Linked DNA regions of Triticum aestivum: region 1 is linked to region 2. Evidence: chromatin contacts called from public Hi-C data. All regions are on one chromosome and are shown on one strand. The core of a region is the stretch at or near the end of the contact, and the rest is flanking DNA. Distances in the headings are between cores, read along the strand shown.

Region 1 (5,048 bases), core at 2,376-4,875, 230 kb before region 2:
TAAATCCCTATATATATATTTTTTTGTTATTAGGGTCACAAAAGATGTCAACATAATTTCATTGAGCCCATCAATATTATGTGGTGGGCACCACTTACAAGTTTTCAAGCGATGTCATGTTCATGAATGATATGGCAAATCCACCCCTCAGTCTGCTGGTAGACAGATTTCTGCAAAACCAACTCATTTTAATACAAGTCATCTTAATCTAGTGATAGCATCGAGCTAACATGGATTTTGAAGATTACATAAATATCCTTATGTGGTTCAGGTCTACACTAAATTACGTCTGCTTTCAGGTTTCAACTAAATTACATGTGTTTTCAAGATCTTAGCCAGTAAGTCACGTGACTGAGTTTCTTCCTAGGTGATATATGTATAAAAACATGAACATATCTGGAGCAACATGTAAACCAAAAGGAGCTTTTGCGGGAGGGTTAAATTGCTTGGGGTTGATGCAATGCACTTCAAAGGTTTAGAAGATTGAATTGGAATGTTTAGATATTTCAAAATGTATATGATATAAGTCCTGGTTATGCTCTTACACTGTGACAATCCTTGGATTCTGGTTGCTCTTAGAGTAGTCGCAAGTCAAACCTTCCCAGGAATACTCTCTCGGGGAGCATGGATCTCCATTCCAGTTTCTTTGTGCCAAATTGTAGTGCGTCTTGACTTCTTTTATATACTTGGCTACAACAGCAAAAGTCAATGGAAACAAATATGCACGGCATATAGTAGCTGTATAAGTTGGGTATGGGCGGCTTATATTATATGTTTTTAGAAGATGAAAAGATTAGCTTAAGAAGCTGCAATATTGTTGCATATATATATATATATATATATATATATATATATATATATATATATATATATATGATCTTATCATAGAACTGATAATTGTACTAATTCATTTATCATCTATGATCTTCCCATGGCACATTGGCATCAATTGACCTTAAGAAGATGGCTTACTCAGGAGTTGAATGTACAACTAAATCTGTTGGTTGATAAATTTAATCCTATTACTCTAGTAAAGATCGTGACAATGTCAACTGGAGTTTGTTAATCTTTAGGGGTCGAGATAGCGAGACCTCGGTCATTAGCATTGGAAACTGCAAGATGATCATGTGAATCTGTCATACATGGCAAATGTGCAATGCATGTGCAGTATGTAAATTAATCTTACCATCGCCAGAGTCAGTGGTGAGATTATCCATCCGGACGAGCGAGTACACCTCCAAAGCGTTGATGAGCGGCGGAAGTCTCGAGCTGCTCGTCTTGTTCAAGGTGAAGAATACATCGGCGTTTTGCAGGAAGTGCCCGATCTTGTACTTGCTGTCCATCTGGAATCGCAATGGGGAAAAGTCTGGAAACAGCAAACCTTCGGCGCTGTAGATGTCAAACCTCCTGCTCAGGCTGCTGTTGCTGATATCAGCAAAGTGAAAGATCGGGAGAAGCTGTAGGCTCTTGGTGTCTAGATTGGGACCCGCTGCCACGATGATGCTCGTGCTGGAGATGTTCATGTCTATGGTTGAAGCCTTCTGGAAGATGGTCGACGGCACATTGAAGGCACTGTCGCCGGGGAGTCTCTCCACTTTTTTGTCAGTGTCAAGGTTGATCCAGGCATAGGATGTGCGGGGCCAGCTCTCCCAGAACCGGTCATAATCGTCTGTTGGATATCTTTATGGCACAGAGACTAGGAGAATTAGATAAATAGCCAGCAGAGCACACTAATCTTTTGGTATTTTACTTAAAAAAGGCACTTGCTATGGGATTTAGCAATCCCAACTTCATACTCCATCCGATCCATATTAATTGTCGCCGATTTAGTTTTTCTTTTGGCAAAATAATCCCAGCTTCATATCACCTTGAGATTTAAATTTTGTTACGTGCAACTTACATGTAACTGCAGCATCTAGAAAACAAAGGACCAAACACTTTAAATGCGTTTAATCTAGCAAATTAAATTTAAGACCATTGTCAGGCATAAGTCAGATCTAATCTTAAACTATAATGGATGGCAGCCTCCTCTCACCTTGTGATAGGGTCGGTGACGTTGCCAAATCTGATCCGGTTAAAGTAGCTGATTGACACTGAAGTATTCACAAAAGGGTACATCGTATCTTGCAGTGGCCTCAGCTCCAACGAAGACACAAAGGGAGTCCCTGTACCAAAGTTTATCAGACAGACTGAAAGGTTGTTGCCCGGAGCAACGGTGAGCACTTCCTTCCATATTGTGCTTGATGGATCCGTATTTGTCAAGTTTACTGCCTCCCAGAAATTGACACCGATATGGAGCCCAAACCGAAACAAAGACCCGCCCATAGTCCTGTTCAACCTATCGTAGTTGCCGTAAGTAAACATGGCCCTCAATAGATACTTCTGACCTATGGTGGATGGCAGTGTATAGCAATTCCTTGAGCCGTCAGGGAAGCTTCTCAGGGTCTTTTGTTGCTCATTCCCCGCACCAGCCATGAACTCTTTCAAAATTTCGTTGCTCAATCCGCCGTCGACCAATTCACCATCAAAACGGTACGGTATTTTTAGAGTGCTGTCGATGTAGGCGCTACTGTTTGTGAATCCACAATCGATGTTTACGAACCCTGCATAATGGAGAGTATGTATCAGTTTTACGTGCTTCGAGTTTAAGATCTACTGAGACTCTGACAGCATCTCTAGCACATCCCTAGTAATTTAATTCTCCGTCCTATTCCCATCCTTTAATTCCCTATTTATTAGGAATTAAACTTTTGTCCATCAAATCCATCTCCCAAAACTTATTTTTCAATATAATTTTTGCACACAAATTCATTTGAAACATAAATTTAAACTAGTTCATTGCATATTAATCAACGCCACCACATTAAGATCAAACCTAGCATATTTAAACATACCAATACCGACTACCATACCATTACATCGACATTGAACTAGGTAAAACATCGACATAAACCGGATAGAACTAGATACTACACAGATAAAGACAAGCTCCATTCCTCGTTGTCCTCGGAGAACTCCTTCTCAGGGGAGATGGGGATCACCCCCTCCCTGCCCCGTCGGAGGGGCCGCCCTTGGGGACATCATAAGAGCATTACCTATTTGAGTACCTATAGTTTTGTGCCGTTAATTTGAATGTAGAAGTACCTGATATGTCATGTGCTTTTGCACGTACAGCTTACTAGTATCGAGAAAAATGGGCTAGAGGCAAAAGTTTTTGAGAGCTGTTTTCTTTTTCTTTTAACTAAAGGAAATGAGGGATGGGCTAGATGGGTGTTAATTCCCTAAACCAAAATGTTCTGTCCATATATAACTTTCAGAAATGCTCTAAGCAATGATCATGACATGTTTGACTAGGCATGCGGTAGCTACTAATTTGTTGATTTCTGAGGTTTTCAGTAAAGTGAGATTTCTTAAGTTGCACGCTGAAGTAAACTGAACTGTGGGTGCAGATGGAGCAGAGCTTAGAAAGGTGCTGGATCTGGAAGGGGAAAAGCTCAGAGGATATGACATGAATTACCATCGGTAGTAGACTGGCCATGTACTTGAATCGTCGTGACCAGGATGAGAAGCAGCGCAAGGATCCATGTCAGCTTTGTACTTGCTGAGCAACTGAAGTTGATCACCATGGTACTCTGTCTTCGGTTCTTGCAATGTTGGTAAGCAATCATGCAAATTAAGAAGCTTGGTATCTGCAACAAATGACTTGTGTACGCAGTTATATGGCCGAGAAAACCAAGTACAGTAACACAATTTAGTAGTATGCGGATTGACTTGACTTGACTTGGCCTCGGCGCTCAATTAACAATGTGGATGAAACAAAACGTTCTAATCATCAGTAGATGGCCTTTTCATGTAGCAAATGTAACTTGCATTTCACCTAAAATCGGAAAATGCAACTTGCCAACTTGCCATGGAGTTTAGTTTGACTAGCTCGGTTCTAACCTACTACTGCCCGTCAGCGTGATAACGAGGTCCCAGCCCAGGATTGGTGCATTTTGGCGAGGAACCATGCAGGTAGCTCGCCCTTACAGCGACGCCCGCTGACATTTCTCTGAAGTCTGAACCGGTCTTCTGTGGTAAATTCAGCGAGGGTAACAAAGTGTATATCTATGGTTACAAGACAAAAGTAAGAGGACAAGTTGCAAGACCAGTTCGACGATGTTGCGCCAAACCCAGCGTGACCTAACTAGGCTGACATAAAATGAGCAAGATCACGTATGTCTCCCCTCCGGTTCTGAAATATCATCTGGAATGTTTTACCCATGAATTTCCATGAGCATGCGGTTGGGCAATGCATGTCAAATTCTGGAAAACGAAGTAGAATTCATCTTCAGCTTGGTTTCAGCTTGGTTTCAATATTTGTTTTGGGTGCTTTCCCCTGCTTCTGCAAGCATCTACTAGAGCACTACTCCTAAAAGTTACTAGGTTTTACGCAGTTTTAATTTAGAGATTGTGGTGGAATCAGCAATGCTACATCTATAGGGGTTTTACATGAGTTTTACAGGCTAGGCTGAGGTGGGGTGTGTTGATTGGTTGTTAAGATGAAGCGGGCCCCACACTGAAAATGGGGGAGATATTAGTGAGAGGGATAAGGTTAGTCCGTTAATTCTTGTAAAAATTTCCCGTACGTCTAGCATTTTTGGTGATAGAATAGACTTTTGTCGTTTGTCGGTAACCTTTACACATTTAGAGATTGCTCGTGAGCGCGTCTTCGCACTGGCGATTGGCCCATGCAATCGCATGCGCGAGCCCGAGGATGCAGTGCACTTCCAATGTTTCCTGGGGCGATAGATCGCCGATGTGTCCCGTGGATGCTCAAGTAGGAGAAACCCTGTTTACATGGCGCATCACGTAAATGTGAGACCAGCAGCCGGCGAGCAAAGCTCTGGTAGCCTCGCTCTACTAATACACACGATCTTCCCTAAAAAAACTAATGCGCACGAACCTCTCAAAGAAAATAAAATACTAATACACTCAGAGCTAGGAACCTTATTGTTTGTCCTTTGTATGTGCCCTTTTACAAAGCGGATCAAAGGAAACTACGCAAC
Region 2 (5,556 bases), core at 2,436-4,935:
TTAGAGCATATAATTTTGTTTTACCTTTCCAGTAAAACTTCCAGAGTATGCCCATCACTACTAGGAGGGATACCAGTACCACAGGAACTATCACTGCGATGAGCACAGTAGATGTGGTCTTCTTCTTCTTATTTGAACAGTACGTATCTTTGACTTTTGAGCATATGGGATTGCCTTCTAATCTAGGGGCACAATTAGACAACATATAGAAAAATGAACTCATAAGATGTTAGCTATAAAATTATGATTAGAAGATGCCTCAGTTTTCTAACATGACTAACCTGCTAAACATGTATGCCCTCTGAAAGAACAAGCTTCTTGGTTTCTTATCTATGCACTCTAAAAGAATAAACTTAATGGTTTGTAAATCACCTGCAGTTACTAAGGTCCTTTTCTACGACCACTCATACTGGTTGCCCATAGAGAATAGAGCGTATAGTTACTAGATGGTAGTACTGGTACATGTAACCGAGGACATGCTGGTTAATAGAGTGACTTCACACACTTTTTGTGGCACCCAAATTAGCCATCACAACTTAGTAAAATTTGTAAGTTTTCTTTTATACAACAAGTGAGGCTGCTTCGTCATGGCGTTAGAAAAGTGTGGTAGGCCACAACTAACTGAACTGTGGCCAGAGAAAGTCAAACTTGCGTAACACTAGTCTGGTAAAGTGTGGCATATTTGTTATATGTGCAAGACTGTTGCTAAACCTTGAATTTCTTCTATGAGGCTCAACCCTGTTTCTTTGCAGTGTTGTTTTTTAGTTTGATCTATTTTTTTATGTAGTAATAAATTGTGCAACATTCAGTTAAAACAAAAGGAATTACGCAACAAAGCATGCAAACCTTAAGTCAAGCAGACCAGCCTGAGATCTTTGAAGAATAGAATCCGGGATTGGCCCATCAAGCTGGTTATATGACAAATCGCTGTAAAATAATAGTTAAAACCATTCTCTAAAACTTATATCATCAACCAAATATTATAATCAGCACAGAGACTTACAGAACTTTGAGTGACTTTATTTGGTAGTCTGGAATAGCTCCTGTCAAATTGTTGTGTGATAAATCCCTACATATATTATGTGCTTAGGTCACAAGGATGTCAAAATAATAACATTTAGCCCATTGCTATTTTGTGGTAGGCACGACTTACAAGTTTTCCAGTGATACCATGTTCATGAATGATATGACTAATCCACCTTTCAGTCCGCTGGTAGACAGATTTCTGCAAAACAACTCATTTTAATACAGGTCTATTAATTTAGTGATAGCATTCAGCTAACTTGTTTTTTAAAGATTATTAAAGTATCATTCTGTGGTTCACACTAAATTACATATGTTTTCAAGATTTCAACTAAATTAACTGTGTCTTCAAGATATTAGCCAGTAAGATATGTGACTGAGTGTCTCTTGCTAATGTAATGCGCTTCAAAGGTTAAACATATTGAATTGTGATATTTAGGTTCCAAAATGTAAATATGGGACAGTCCTGGTTATTTTCTTACACTGCGACAATCATCGGATTCTGGTTGCTCTTAGAGTAGTCGCAAGTCAAACCTTCCCACGAATACTCTCTTGGGGAGCATGGATCTCCATTCCAGTTTATTCGTGCCAAATTGTAGTGTTTCTTGACTTCCTTCATGTAAATGACTACAACACCCAAAAGACAATGGAAACAAATATGAACAGAATAAATAAAGCTGTATATGTTGGCTATGGGCGCTCATATATATGTATTAAAAAGAATATAAACATTAACTTAACCAGTTGCAAAGTTATTGCATATCCAAGTTTTTTCTACTGAACAGAAGTGAATAAACTGCATGATGATCATGTGAATCTGCCACATATACATGTATAATGCACGTGCATTGTATGCACTGAGCTCACCATCGTCGGAGTCAGTGGTGAGGTTATCCATCCGAACGAGCGAGTACACCTCAAACGCGTTGATGAGCGGTGGGAGCCTCGATCTGCGTGTCCTGTTCAGGCGGAAGATCGCAGCAGGGTTGTTCAAAAACCGCCCATTCTGGTGCATGCTGTCCACCTGGAATCGTGACGGTGAGAAGTCTGAGAATAGCAAGTCGTTGTCGCTGTAGATGTCAAATCTCCTGCTCGGGTTGCTGCTGTTGATCTCAGCAAAATGGAAGATGGGAAGAAGCTGCAGGTTCTTGGTGTCCAGGTTGGGACCCACTGTCACATTGATCTCGAAGAAGGAGAAATTTGCGTCTAGGGTTGAGGCCCGCCGGAGGATGCCCTCCGGTACCTGGAAGGCTTTGTCACCGGGTAGCGGCCTTACTTGATTGCTAGTGTTTAGGGCGATCCAGGGGTAGGCGTTGTAGGAGAAAGACCAGCCCTCCCAGAACCGGTCGTACGGGTCCAATGGATATCTTGATCACACACAAAGACAAGGGGAGAACAAGTAAATAGCTAGCCCAATAAACTACTTTCTGGTTTGTACTTAAAGGCAGCAGCTATGGCAACTGACAAACCCACTTTCTTGTCACCTTAAGATGACATTAATTTTTGTTAGAAGCAATTTCAGGTTTCAGGAAACAGATTAAGGGGCAATCACTTTAGTTGTGCCGAGCTTGCCAGCCGAATTTAAAAGCATCGTCAGGCATTATTAAGATCAAATCCAAAATTACTATGGATGCCAGCCTTGTCTCACCTTGTGATAAATTCAGTGGATTGACCAAATCTGATTCGTCTAAAGTAGCTGATTGACACCGAAGTATTCACGAAAGGATACATCAAATCTTCAAGTGGCCTCAGCTCCAACGAAGACACGAACGGAGTCCCTGTACCGAAGTTTATCAGACAGACCGACAGGTTGTTGGCCGGAGCAACGGTGAGCACCTCCTTCCATATTGTGCTTGATGGATCCGTATTTGTCAAGTTTACCGCCTCCCAGAAATTGACACCGATATGGAGTCCAAACAGAAACAGAGACCCATCCGTAGTCCGGTTCAGCCCATCGTAGTTCCCGTAGGTAAACATAGCCCTCAGCAAAAACTTTTTACCAGCGGCGGATGGCAGCGTGTAGCAATTCCGCGAGCCATGAGAGAAGCTCCTCAAGACCTTTTGGTTCTCATATACGGCATCAGCCATGAGTGCTGCTGAAATATTGTTGCTCGCACCGCCATCGACAAATTCAAGGTCAGGAAGGAACACGAGTCCTGTGAGGGTGTCGTTGTAGGGACTACTGTTTGTGAATCCACAATCGATGTTTACATACCCTGCGTAATGGAGAGTACGTATCAGTTTCATGTGTTTCAAGTTTAAGATGATCATGGAATGTGCGACCAGGTATTTGGTAGCTAAGAATTTGTTGACATCTAAGATTTCAGAGTGGAACTTCTTAAGTTGCAAGCTAAAGTAAACTGAACTCTCCATGCAGATGGAGCAGAGCTAATAGAGGTGCAGGGTAGAAGGGAAACGCTGGAAGTATTGTATTACCAGAGGTAGAAGACTGGCCATGGACTTGGATCATGGTGACCAGGATGAGCAGCAGCGCCAGGATCCATGTCAGCTTTGTCGTTGTACTTGCCGAGCAACCGAAGCTGATCGCCATGGTTGTGCCCAGTCCTCGCAATTTTTGGAAGCAAGAAACAACCGTCCGGTACAAAAGGCTTGTGCAGCTATATAGCAGCGAAAACACCAATGTGGTATATTTTTGTAATGGTTTGTTGGGGTTTTGAGTATTTAGTTTGACTTGGGCTTGGGCTTGGCCTTGAATTTAACAAATGTATAGAAAGCAATTTTTTTTTGCTCATCAGTAGGTAATTGCAGGTCGCAGCACTTGTTTTCTCTAGCACACCAGACTGGTTCAGAGAACCGTCAACGTCCGTGGCTTTAGATATGGGCGACATGCAGGCCCGATTCGCCCGCCCACACAAACAATTGTGCCCGAGTTGGGACTTGGCTATCAGGCTGACGAGCGGTTCGTTGGCCGCATACGGAAGACTGCAGAGCACCGCGACATTTGGCGTGCGGCCTATCCTCCATGCCAAGCTGGAATTTCTTTTCTTATAAGATGGATGCAAGTTGCATCAATTTCTTTCACCACAAGGCTCATCAGATAAAAAAGGAACAAGTGGCAGCTAGACCGACCGATTCGCAGGGCGATATAAGAACGACCGGGTGTGAGTTCGGAGGACGCATGTCCGCCGGCCGGTCGGTCTCAAATGTCAATAGGATGCTTATTATTTTTATTACCATGATGAATATCGAGTTTCATCAGCACGTACGTGGAGGATGGCACTTGGTCGCGCGTCACAAACAAAGGGCAGGGCAGGTAGAAGTAGAATTCATGAGCGAGCGGCGACTGTATGTATATTCGGGATCTGAACTTGGTTTCAATCTGGTTTGGGGCAGGTGCCCCTGTCCCGCTTACGTCGAGAAACCGCGTCAACCAACTCCACAGGTTATCGACAAGGCGGCAAGCACAAGCCGTCCCGGCGGACGGCGACGGCTTCCTCGCCCTGTGCCGGCCGCGGTCACCGCGAAACGGCGGCGCACGGTCGGCAGGGCCACGCGCGCTCTCTGCTGGCGGCGCACGCGGAGGCAAGCCGATAAACACGAGTGATTCTAGGCGGTGGCACCAGGCCAGGGCGGTAGGGGGCCTACACGCGCGACCCGACTCGACTCTCGCATTTGGGGATCGGGGGACCAGATTGCACATCGTTTTCCGTTTGAGGGACCAGATTGCCCTCTGCCGTCGCCGTCGCCGTCGGGGGTGGCGGCCATGGGTTCACGCACGGCGCGGGTTTGCCCCGCCCCCTCCCCTTCCCTTCCACAAGGCCACCGCCACCGCCACAACAGCTCGGAGCTCGGCCAGGAGGCACTGCAGTAAGCGGCCGAGTCGAGGAGCCGCCTGCGGGCGACCGGCGAGGAGGGTTAGGTATGTCATGCGGTTGCATTTCTTCCCCTGCATTCGCATCAGCCTCTTCGTACCTCAGGTGCCAACTCGCTCATACTTACTAGAGTCAGTAGTAGCTCCAACTCGGGAAATGCTCAGAGGATTTGGTAGTAGGAGGGCGTATTTTAATCCGATTCAACAGCATTGCAAAGAGGGAATGGGGGATTGGGGGTAATGAAAATGCCGAGTTCTTAAGCTGCAGTGTTTAACTTGTTTTAAATTTGGTCTGGAACCTAATGTGCGAGTGCCAATTAACAGATCACCGAGTTCTCACATGGAAGAAGACTACATCCTATTTGAAAATTCCTTGAACAAAAATACCAAAGTTTGCACAATTCTTTTACCCCTCATCCAAACAACAAGCAAGATCAGAAAATGGAAACAAAATGACTGGATTTCTGTTTATCTACAACCAATCATGACAAGTTGAGCAAACTACCAAACTTTGTCTAAGCAGACGCAACAATAACTCGCATGCATTTTCCTTTCACCGTCCAGATAAGGGGACCAGTTGTGTCATCCGACTGGTATAGCCAGACTGGAAGGAGCTGGAGCTCTCGTCGTTGACTTCTCCAGAAATCAACAGCTGGAACTGCTTTCGCATTTCATCATTCATGGACTTCGTGGAGGACGGG

The links. Hi-C and Micro-C count contacts between places; a contact is called where the count stands out from the background.
Region 1: a Hi-C map of leaf shows a contact between it and region 2, with 2.3 times the contacts expected there. The contact joins the promoter of LOC123056999 here to the promoter of LOC123062372 in region 2. A contact is called at or near these places in 3 of 5 Hi-C or Micro-C datasets (all in leaf).

The regions. Positions count from the first base shown.
Region 1 is chr3A:582,013,827-582,018,874 of IWGSC CS RefSeq v2.1, forward strand. It overlaps LOC123056999 (senescence-induced receptor-like serine/threonine-protein kinase), which reads right to left and starts at 3,626. Exons shown (of 12, transcript XM_044480186.1): 1 at 3,518-3,626; 2 at 2,036-2,603; 3 at 1,187-1,680; 4 at 546-690; 5 at 99-170; 6 at 1-7. The coding sequence starts at 3,626.
Region 2 is chr3A:582,246,184-582,251,739 of IWGSC CS RefSeq v2.1, forward strand. It overlaps LOC123062372 (probable LRR receptor-like serine/threonine-protein kinase At1g51810), which reads right to left and starts at 3,686. Exons shown (of 12, transcript XM_044485854.1): 1 at 3,460-3,686; 2 at 2,672-3,239; 3 at 1,891-2,390; 4 at 1,506-1,650; 5 at 1,154-1,225; 6 at 1,004-1,069; 7 at 847-927; 8 at 25-182. The coding sequence starts at 3,574. LOC123062373 (a long non-coding RNA gene) reads left to right here. Exons shown (of 2, transcript XR_006429642.1): 2 at 3,401-3,814. It overlaps LOC123062374 (a long non-coding RNA gene), which reads left to right and starts at 4,287. Exons shown (of 3, transcript XR_006429643.1): 1 at 4,287-4,903. It overlaps LOC123062371 (senescence-induced receptor-like serine/threonine-protein kinase), which reads right to left. Exons shown (of 12, transcript XM_044485853.1): 12 at 5,197-5,556. The coding sequence ends at 5,409.